2 separate regions of the Sus scrofa genome follow, and region 1 is linked to region 2. Evidence: chromatin contacts called from public Hi-C data. All regions are on one chromosome and are shown on one strand. Each heading gives the region's core, a stretch centred on a gene start, on an enhancer-like site or on the middle of the called end of the contact. The rest is flanking DNA. Distances are from core to core; before and after follow the strand shown.

Region 1 (5,409 bases), core at 2,630-5,129, 440 kb after region 2:
GGAACCTCGGCTTCAGTACTTACACCTCCCTAGACCCCAGTTTCCTCATCTAAAAAATGGGGGCAATAAAACTATCCAGAAGACAACTGGGATGAGCCAGAAAACAGAGTCAATGTCCTGCCTTTGAAGATCCTGGTGGCCCCTCCCAGGCCGAGGCCTTGGGGGTGCGCGGGGCGGGGGGGAGGCGGGGGGGGGACGGACACAGCAAATGAAGGGACCACCCAGGGAGATACCTGCAGGTTGTAGAAGCTCCTACCGAATCTGGAAACAGCCCCACACCAGGAACTGGCGTCCTTCGCTGGGCACTGGTTCCCTCAGACCGACAGCCTTCTAGGAAGGCATGAGGTTCACTTTAATCCGGGCACACTGACTGCCAACCAGCCTGGGTGCCACCCCAAGGAACCCTCTTAGGAACCCACCATGACTGATTTGGGTCAGAAAGCTGGGGTTTCCTAGGGCAGGGAGGACAGTGGTGGCAGGAATTAGGATCAGTATTACTTTTATTTAACATTTTCTTTTTCTTTTTATAGCGGCACCTACAGCATATGGAAGTACCCAGGCTGGGAGGCGAATCAGAGCAGCTGGCCTATGCCACAGCCACAGTAACATGCATCCGAGCTGCATCTGTGACCCACGCCTGCAGCTTGTGGCAAGGCCAGATCCTTAACCCACCAAGCTAGGGATTGAACCTGTATCCTCACAGAGACAGTGTCAGGTTCTTAACCAGATGAGGCACAACGGGAACTCCGATTTAACATTCTCTGAATCCCTGCCACGTTGCAGGTGCTAGGCTTAGCTTTTCTGTATTTTGTTTTGCTGGTGGAGAGGCATTACTGGTATAAATTAGAATTGAAGCCATTAGATTTAAATGATTTCAGATTCCTCAACTGCTGGTAGCTGAGTGATCTTGGCTAAGTTATTCTACCCCTCTGCCTGAGTCTGGGCCTGGAGGTCATCTCGAAAACAGAGACTCGTCCCTTCAGCCCATATTTACTAGGCACCTACTCATGCTCCAGGGACTAAAGCATTAAATACAAGTAACAGAGACCTCAGCATCTGCGGGGCTCAGGATGGGGTGGGGGTAGCAGAGAGTCAACAAGAGGCAAATGAACAAGTGACTACACAGCGGGCGAGATGGAGACGGGTTACAGAGATCAGCAGAGGAGGAATGGGAGCGATGGCGGGCGAGCTTGTTGCTGTTTACACAGCATGGCCGGGAAGGCCTCTGGGATGAGGAGACCTTTGAGACGCGGGTGCACGTGCGTGTGCACATGCGTGTGTGTGTGTGTGTGTGTGTGTGTGTGTGATGTTTACTGAGCGCTTACGGTGGTGTTCCAGTATCACTACCTGGTCAGGTGAAGTGTTTGACGTGGCATAACTCACTGCACTCTCTCCAGCACCCCCAGAAGGAAGACAGCGATACTTCCCCCACTTTACACAGGCCCAAACCAAGACACACCTTGTGTAAACGACTTGTGCAGGTGACCATGCGACTAAGAGCAGCGCAGGTTGTGGGGCACCAATTCTTCCCATTCCCAGAACCCCATTTGCCAGTGAGTGATGTTCAGTGATGCTCAGTACTGCTCAGCGATGCTTAGTACTGCCCAGTGATGCTCAGTACTCCCCAGGGATTCTCAGTGATGCTTGGTACTACTCAGTACTGCCATCACTGACAAGATGCCCACAAGGCAAGAAGCAAAAGTGCAGAGGACAAAGGGACAGGGAAGCACAGGCACAGCTCCCAGCCCCAAACACACCTTTTCAACCCACTTGGAAAATAAGGGAGCTGTGCCTGTCGGCTCTTTGCCCTCTCCATCTCTGTCTCTGATGGACGTACCACCCCCACTCCCTCTTTATGTATCTTTATCGCCTTCCTTGAAGGAAGAAGACCTGAAGATTTGCATCCATTTCAGGCTGATTTCTGATCTGCAACCCATGGAGCCAGGGACAAGGCTTGTTCCGGGCCCTGCTCGTGCCCATGACAGGACCTGGCCCCTTCTCAGGACCATCACTGCAGAACCAGCCAAGCCGCAGACTCCGGCAATGGGTAAGAGGGGGTGGGCAGCCAGTGACGGTCCTGCAAGGGCCCAGGAAGGAGACGTGGTAACGCTCCAAAGGCTGACCCCTCCTTTGAAAAGACTGGCGCCTGCCTCAGAGACTCACACTCCACGAGGCCAGAAAGAGCGCACTGAAAACTCTGCTCAGGAGTTCCCATTATGGCTCAGCAGGGTGAGAACCCAACAGAGTCTCCATGAGGATGCGGGTTTGATCCCCGGCCTCACTCAGTGGGTTAAGGATCCAGCTGCCATGTAGTTGAAGTTGCAGCATGGACCTGACGTTGCTGTGGCTGTGGTGCAGGCCTGCAGCTGCAGATCCTATTCAACCCCTAGCCAGGGAACTTCTATATGCTGTGGGTGTGGCTGTAAAAAAAAAAAAAGAAAAAAAGAAAGCAAGAAAAGGAAAGAAAAGGCTGTTGAAGAAGCTGTTTCCGGGAATCTCCATAATCTGCTTAGTCTCTGCTTCCCCAGTGGGCGGGAACTCCTAGCGGCAGGGCCTCAGGATTCTGCCCCTTATGCTGAGCATCTGTAGGGACAGCGTGTTTGATGAGTGGCTCCAGGATGGACGGATGCAAGGGAAGGAGTAAAGGAAAAGAGAGAGAGGGAATGAAGGAAGGAAGGGGCTGTACTGTGGAGGTGAGCAAAAAAAAAAAAAAAATCTCTGTCATGACATCAGGGGAGGCAGAAATAAAAGGGGGAAATGGATAAAAGCAAAATGTCTATTAATACAGACTTGCTGGGGAAACTAGGGAATACTACACAGCAGTTAAAAAGGGTGAGGTTGGAACTCCCTCATGGCTCAGTGGGTTAAGGGTCTGGTACTGCCACTGCTGTGGCTCTGGTTACAGCTGTGGTGCAGCCAAAACAAAAAAACAAAAAAAGCGAGGTGGCGTACACTCATACAGAAAACCTATAAGATGTATTGTTGAGTGAAAAATGCATACACTGATTTGATTTCCTCCAGCTCTGAATGCCGCAGCACCCATGGAGCCAGGGACAAGGCTGGTGGTAGGATCTGGGGCTAAATCCCAAGGAGATCAGCTGACTGCATCTGCTGTCTCAGAGGATATTTCCACCCACGAGGAAAGGAAGGCCTTCCATCAAGGTCTCCAGGCAACCACGATCTTGTGACCCAGCTTCCAGCGTGGCTTTGCACCCCCGGTTCCTTGAAAATACTTGTAGTGATTTTAAGACAAAAAGAATCCAAGGGACATCCCTCAGCTCCTGGCCCCCAGCCGGTGATAAGCATGAAGAGCAGTGCATCCGTGTGGAGCTGCAAAGCTGAGAAGACCTATGGTCTCTTCCTGGCTACAGGTGTCACCTGCAGGATGTTTAAAATATCTCTGAACTCACTGCCTACATCTACATTTCTAGAAATTTCACTGCAATGTCCAAAAATTTCTTTGGCAGCACTGGTCCCGCACAACAGCCAGTGAATTGCTGAAGGCAGGGTGGCCCTTTATTCGGGCTATGTAACCCCAACTGGCTGGAGTCTCAGAGATGACCAAGCCCAAACTCAACCCAGTGAAGACAGCACTGTTCAGAGAGGTCAGGAAACTTGCCTGAGGTCACACTGCAAGGCAGGGGCAGGATGGGAACCAGAACTCAGTATTCCTCAGCCACAGGTCTGTGTCCCTTGCACCTGTCACGATATACTTCTTCACATTCAGAACCCATCACAGCCTTCAAAAGTAGATGATCCACTTGACAGCTGGCTAGAACAAGGATCCTGGGGTTACCCTGAGTCCAGAGCAAAAGCCAACTCAGGCCGAAGGGACGCCTCTGATGACCCAGGGGCGCAAACACACAGCACCATAATTAGCTCAGGCCTGGTCATCAGGACACCTCTTGCTCAATGTTATTCGTTGCTTCATGGTTTCCACATCCAGAGGAATAATACTTCCCTAAAAATCAATTGTCCCCAGCAACCCACCTACACAGTTCTTGGAAAATATGGGTTAAACCTTCTGCCACACACGCAAAACAGGGAACAAAGAGGGTGAGGGAAATTCATCGCCACGTCCTGCACTTTGCATTGTTCGCCCCACAGGTTTTTCAAGTGATCAAGTTCAAATGACCCTATATGTCTTAGGGCTGCCAACACTCGCCAGAAAGGAAGCACCCCAGGCTTTAATAAACGGGATTACTGGGTATCAAGAGATTCTAGATAGCTTCAAGAGGCTGGAGGTGAGGGGAACTGAAGATGGCCTGGAAGGAAGATGCTGGAATAATCTGTTTCTGCCACTGGAGAAGGAGCGGCTGTGCCCTTTCTGCAGCCCGGAACTCTGGACGAGCTGAGACACGGGAATTACAAAACGTCAGTCAAATAAATAGGTGGCCCTAATGGGAACATTTCCCAACCTGCCAGAACAAATAAAGAGAGGGATGGCTCTGGTTTTCAGACGAGGCAGCTTCCAGTGACAGAGATGCCTGGCACATAGGAAGTGCTCTGTAAATATGAAACACACATAGGGTTTCTGATTCCCTGGACTTGGGCCGGAAAGCCCCGTGGACCACTCCTCACTGTCCACACTTGCTCTTTAGATGCTCAGATGACAGACAGATATAGGTGATAGACAGATAATAGAGAGGTAGATGGATAGATGATAGATAATGGATACATAGATGACAGATGATAGATGATAGATGATAGATAATAGAGAGATAGGTGATAGACAGATAACAGAGAGATAGATGAGAGATAGATAATAGAGGGATAGCTGGATAGATGATAGATAATAGATAGATATATAGATGACAGGCAGATAGATAATAGAGAGATAGATGGATAGATGACAGAAGAGACAGATGGTTATGTAGCTAGCTAGCTAGATGAATGATAGACAGGTACCTTAAAGAATGGGCTCCTACAGTTGTGGAGGCTGACAAGTCCAAAGTCCGCAGGGTGGGTCAGGGGAAGAGGTGATGCTGTACCTCAAGTTTGAAGGCCATCTGGAGGCAGAATCCCCACTTCCTTGGGGCCTTCGGTACTTCTCCCTTGAGGCCTTCAACTGATTGGATGAGGCCCACCCACCTCATGGAAGGGAAAATCTGCTCCCCTCAGAGTCTACTGCTGTAAATGTTGTTTTTGTTTTTTTTTTTTTTTTTTTTGGTCTTTTTGCCATTTCTTGGGCCGCTCCTGCGGCATATGGAGGTTCCCAGGCTAGGGGTCGAATCGCAGCTATAGCCGCTGGCTCACACCACAGCCACAGCAATGCCGGATCGTTAACCCACTGAGCAAGGGCAGGGATCAAACCTGCAACCTCATGGTTCCCAGTCAGATTGGTTAACCACTGCGCCACGATAGCAACTCCTGTAAATGTTAATCTCATCCAAAAAATGCCTTCACAGT
Region 2 (5,037 bases), core at 116-2,615:
GCACCTCCCTTTAGATCAGTTGTCCTCTCCCCAGGGGACATCTGGAAATATCCAGGGATATTTTTGTTGGACACAACTGCTATTATTGACATGCTATTAATATCTATTGGGTAGAGGCCAGGGACACTTCTAAACTTCCTACAAGGCACAGGACAGCTCCCCACAACACAGAATTATCTGGCTCCAAAGGTCAGTACTTCCAAGATACAGAAACTCTGCTCTAGATAATTTGTAATGATCTGGCTTTCAGATTTCTACTTAATGGGTCACTTCCGGGACGTCTTCCATAATCTCCCTGACTGGAGAAGGCTCCTCAAGTCACTCGTGTAGCAATTACCAAGATGGCAATTAATTCCCTTTTCTGTTTAAGTATGTATGTAACCCAATCAAAGGAACAGCCAGAAGGACATACTTAAAGAAACTCCTTACTGATAAGGAGAACACTCAGATTCCAGAGAATGGAGTAGATATGTTTATTTTCCTTACTTAGCGCTGATTCCCCTTTCTTCATTGGAAACCTAATGAAGAAATACAATCTTAACCGTAATCCCAGAGAACCCGGTAATCAATCTAACTAAGCCAACATCAGTCCCAGTTTCAGGACTATTCAGTGTTATAAGCTCTTCAAACAGAAAGTCATCAAAAGAAGCCACTGGGGATTGAGGTTAATTAAATACACAAATAGAACCTAGCTTCTTGGAAAGTCCTAGAGGGAGCCTAAAAATAAAAATTTTCATTTGTACTTTTTTGGCTGTGTGTTTTGTTTCAATCATTTTAATGCCCCAAACTTTATCTTTTAAAAGCCGACATGAAGCCTTTTTTTTGTTGTTGTTGTTAAATGGATATATCTAATATGGTATATCCCATGACACCTGTCCTGAAAGTCATGGGAATTGAGTAGAAAGACCTTAACTCTGCAGAATCAGAGGTGTGTGGTAATGCATGAGTTTCACTTCAAATAGTCCCGTTGTAAATCCCAGCTTTATGTGACTTTGGGCAGCTCCCTTCACCTCTTTGAACTTGTGACTTTATCTGGAAAATGCAGCCAGTAATACTTGCCTTCAGGACTTATTTGCGGATTAAAGAAGAGAGCCTATTGAAAGCACCCTGCGTAAGACACTGGCACATAGCAGATGTTCAGCTGATGGTGGCAATCATCACTGATGCACGGCTAGAGGTGGCAGTGCCTGGAGGGCCCCAAGCATGGCAGGTGTGCAGCAGGAATTAGGGCTAGAGTATCCCCCCAAGTTTGGCCACACTTTCTTTGAACAAGAGAGTTCTCAGATAGAGAGAACTTCTGGGGCCCTTCCCTTCCCAATGTCATGGGAGGCAGGACCAAGCCTTGACTTTGAAGCACACCTGACTTTCACTCTGGGGCTGAGTCATGCTGACTCGAACTTAGTACAACTTGTGCCAAGTCTTTAAAGTGCAGAGTCTTGTTTTTTGTCCCCTTTGCTACAAAGGCTAGAATTGCACACCTAGGACAGAAACATAAACACGTTCCCCAAGCCTCTCTTTGCTCTCAAATTGGCCGATGTGTCCAGCCCCGCCGTCCTTCCACACCAAGCCTCAAAGATCAGAAATGCAAGTGGTGAAATCGTCAGTGTTTACTGATTCAAAGAGGAGCTTTGAGCTTGCAACCCAGGATTTCTTAGACCATTTATGGCATTTTTAGTAATAAGTTGGACAATTTGTTTTCTGCATAGTTTTGACAAGTATGAAGATGTTAAAACAAGAACTGAACCTAGAAAAAAGGACTAACGCCTAGAAATAAAAAAAAAATGGAAATAAACTTAATGGTACAATCTCAGGAAAAATGTTAAGTAAAATTATGATATGCTCAGATATTGGAATAGATGTAGTCTCCAAGCCAAGGTTAAATTGTGTGACATCAGAACATGTCTAAAATGGAACATATAAAAACATCAGAAAACTTTACATACAGCATGATTTTAATTATTAACTATTCATGCTAATATACTTAAAAGATTACTTAGGTATGGGAATAAAGTATTTATTTTTACTTAATAATTTATGCATATCTTCACTTATATGATAAATGCTTATAATCACTTATATTTTAAAATGTTTTTAGGAGTCAACAGTGAGGCTTAGTGGGTTAAGGATCCAACATTGTGTCCTTGAGGACGTAGGTTCGATCCCTGGCCTTGCTCAGTGGGTTCAGGATCAGGCATTGCCTCAAGCTGTGACAATGCGGCTTGGATTAGGTGTGGCCATGGCATAGGCTGGCAGCTGCAGCTCTGATTCGACCTCTCACCTAGAAACTTCCATGTGCCACAGGTGAGGCCATAAAAAGAAAAACATAACAAATAAAATGTTTTCAAAATGTAATAGGAAGCTTAATCAACGTCCCATTAACTTTGCCTTTGAAAGAGTTGTGAAACAGATCAATTCAATAAGAACTGAGTTCATAAGCATTTATCTCTCATAAAATTCTAGTTCTATCCACAGACATGAAATGGTTAAAGGCTGGTAAGCAAATGGTGAGTCAGGGACGTCTTAGCTGCCGAATATTGGAGGACAGAGTTAAAGGGAAGGAAAACATAACGGGATTGTGAACTCGGAAATCAAAGTGTTAAATCTCGCTCTACCCCTAAGTGGCTATCGAACTTGTCTAGTTTATTCCCTCTCTCTATTTTTCAGTTTTTCCATTTGTGAAATTGGGGGAAATAGTTCCTTCACTCATTCCTTTATTCAAAAAATATTTATTGAGGGTTTATTCAGAATCAGGTCCTGCTGCAGGCACTGGGGGCAGAGCAGGGCACACAGACATGGGGCTTCTGCCTCGGATGACCAGGAGACTACCAGTCAAATAAATATGTAGATTGGAATCAGGTGCTTTGGAGAAACATAAGGCGGGGGAAGGAGAAAGAGAGCGATTGGAAGGTCTCTAAGGAGATGATTAGTGAGGCGGTAGCTAAGTGAAACATTGGAGCAAGTCACGTTGGCATGGGGGGAAGCGTGTCTAGGCAAGGGGAACAGCACTGCAAAAGCCTTGAGGCAAGAGTGCGGCTGGGTCCAGGTGAGGGGTGGTAGAAATGAAGGCAGTTCTCTTCCATTGCAGTTGAACCAAACAGAGTGCATGCCTGTCGGCAAGCTCAAAATGCTCCCAGTGTACTTGAGATTCAAAGTCCAAGGCCGTCACACAGAGAGTGAATTTACAGAAACTTCATCAGCCCCATTGTAGGCTTTGAAGGTCCGCTGTGCAACTATTAGCTGATCCCATTTAACAAACAGTGACGCAGTCACCAGGCATGTTTGTGCCCAAGCAGGTGACAATTTTCTCTCCGCTGACTCCAGTCAAGGACTTTCCGCTTCCAGATTTCAGGCACCAGGTGACGTTGGGCACAGGGGGTCAGGTGGTGAGAGGAACAGGTCACGCGCCAGGCAGGTGACATGATCTGTACTCAGCTCGAATTTCAAAGGGCCCACTTTTCCGGCCATGTGTCAAACACACAGTTTGAACGCTGCAAGCAGAGTAAGGTGATTCATCAATTTCCAAACCCTTGGGAAAGGAACGTATTGTTTAGATTTTCTAATATGTTTTGTTAACCCCTACAGAGGTAGCTATAACTCAGGAAGATAAAGTGGGAGGAAAGTTAAGGGCAAAATAAAAATAAGCAATTACTGTCTTCCGTAATTATCAGCCTTATCATTTATTGTGCACTAATAGTTGCATTTCCAAGCAGATACTATTAATTAGTGAAACAACAAGGCAATTTGCATTCATCCTGATTCAGAAGAATTTAGACTACTTCAACAAACCAAACATGGGTAACTCAGCCTTATTACTTTTTGTTTTTTCAATAGATGGGAAAATCGAGGCAGAGAAAATTAATAGATCATGAAAAGAAGTAAGTTTATCCAAAGCTTGGTAGAAATCATATTTGTCTTCAAGGATAGCCGTGCATCAGGACAATTTGTAGAGCTGGGTTAGAGCAGGGAAAAGTGGAGGCAGGGAGATTGAAGTTAACATCACAGGAGTACCCTGGCCTTTTTTTGGTTCTCTTTCGGCCAGCCCATGGCATATGGAATTGTCACAGCTGTGGCAATGCCAGATCCTTAACCCACTGCACAGGGCTGGGAATCAAACCTGCATCCCCAGCACTACAGAGATGCTGCCGATCCCATTGCACCACGGTGGGTACTCCATGGAATACCCCTCACCTTTGCCAAGGGATCAAATCCCTCTATGTTCCTATCTATGAAATGGGACTGTCATTCTCTGCATGATGTGATTGCTCTAAAGAATAAATGAGAGACACATGCCTACAAAGTAGGTGTGGTTTGTAACATGAATGGATGCTGTCCAGAATCCAGAAGAAGTGCCCCTTAAGAAGGAGGAAAAAGTTCTGCATTGAACTTGAGTGGGGCCAAATCGTTTTTGGAAGAGTGGTAGCTGGGGCCACACAGCCAGAAGGAAATCCAGCTCATCTTAAGGTACAGTGACAGACTTTGGACTGGATGTCTAGTCTATGGTGTGAGGAAAGGTCCTCGTAGGTCTGTTTTCCAGAAGATGACAAAGCCAGAACGGGCTGTGCCTAAAATTATCCAGTGACTTCGTTCTGGAATGAGTTTGAGTTGTGAGAACTTTTGCTGGCTGACTTTAGCTCATGCTGGCTTTGGGACCCAGAGAAGCCTTTGTGACTCAACTGTTCAGTTCTGCACAATTACTGCTTGCAGCATCTGTATGGAAAGTGACATTCACGAGCACCTAGGTTTATGTAAGTACATTAAGAAAACACCTCCAGAGGACAAGCAGAAATAGCACAGGTGAGCAGAAATGTTTTTCCATGTTAGTTTCTTCGTCTTTGATTTTATTTTTTTACATTCCAGAATAGTTTATTTCATCCAGCTTGTTACTTGAGGAGTTTTACTGCTACACATCGGTATACAACAAAACAAATTTCTAATCGTTTCAGATATTACAGAGAACTCAGCGTGCCCTTGGAAGATCAAATTTAAAGAGAAGACTACATCGGGAAGGTATAAGTAGAGAGGAAACCAGAAAAATAG

What was found. A called contact is a pair of places that touch in the nucleus more often than the background predicts.
Region 1: a Hi-C map of liver shows a contact between it and region 2, with 2.5 times the contacts expected there. The contact joins two enhancer-like sites. A contact is called at or near these places in 2 of 47 Hi-C or Micro-C datasets (liver and skeletal muscle).

What each region holds. Positions count from the first base shown.
Region 1 is chr4:12,214,297-12,219,705 of Sscrofa11.1, forward strand. All of the region lies in intron 4 of LOC106509952 (a long non-coding RNA gene), which reads right to left. Among named protein-coding and RNA genes, the nearest start is that of MYC, 240 kb to the right of the region's middle. Within about 2 kb of position 3,880, at least 3 of the 83 cell types and tissues checked have an H3K27ac peak or open chromatin away from gene starts, as enhancers often do. A contact at or near this core is called in liver, where this site is marked.
Region 2 is chr4:11,775,931-11,780,967 of Sscrofa11.1, forward strand. No RefSeq gene overlaps it. Among named protein-coding and RNA genes, the nearest start is that of MYC, 680 kb to the right of the region's middle. Within about 2 kb of position 1,366, at least 9 of the 83 cell types and tissues checked have an H3K27ac peak or open chromatin away from gene starts, as enhancers often do. A contact at or near this core is called in liver, where this site is marked.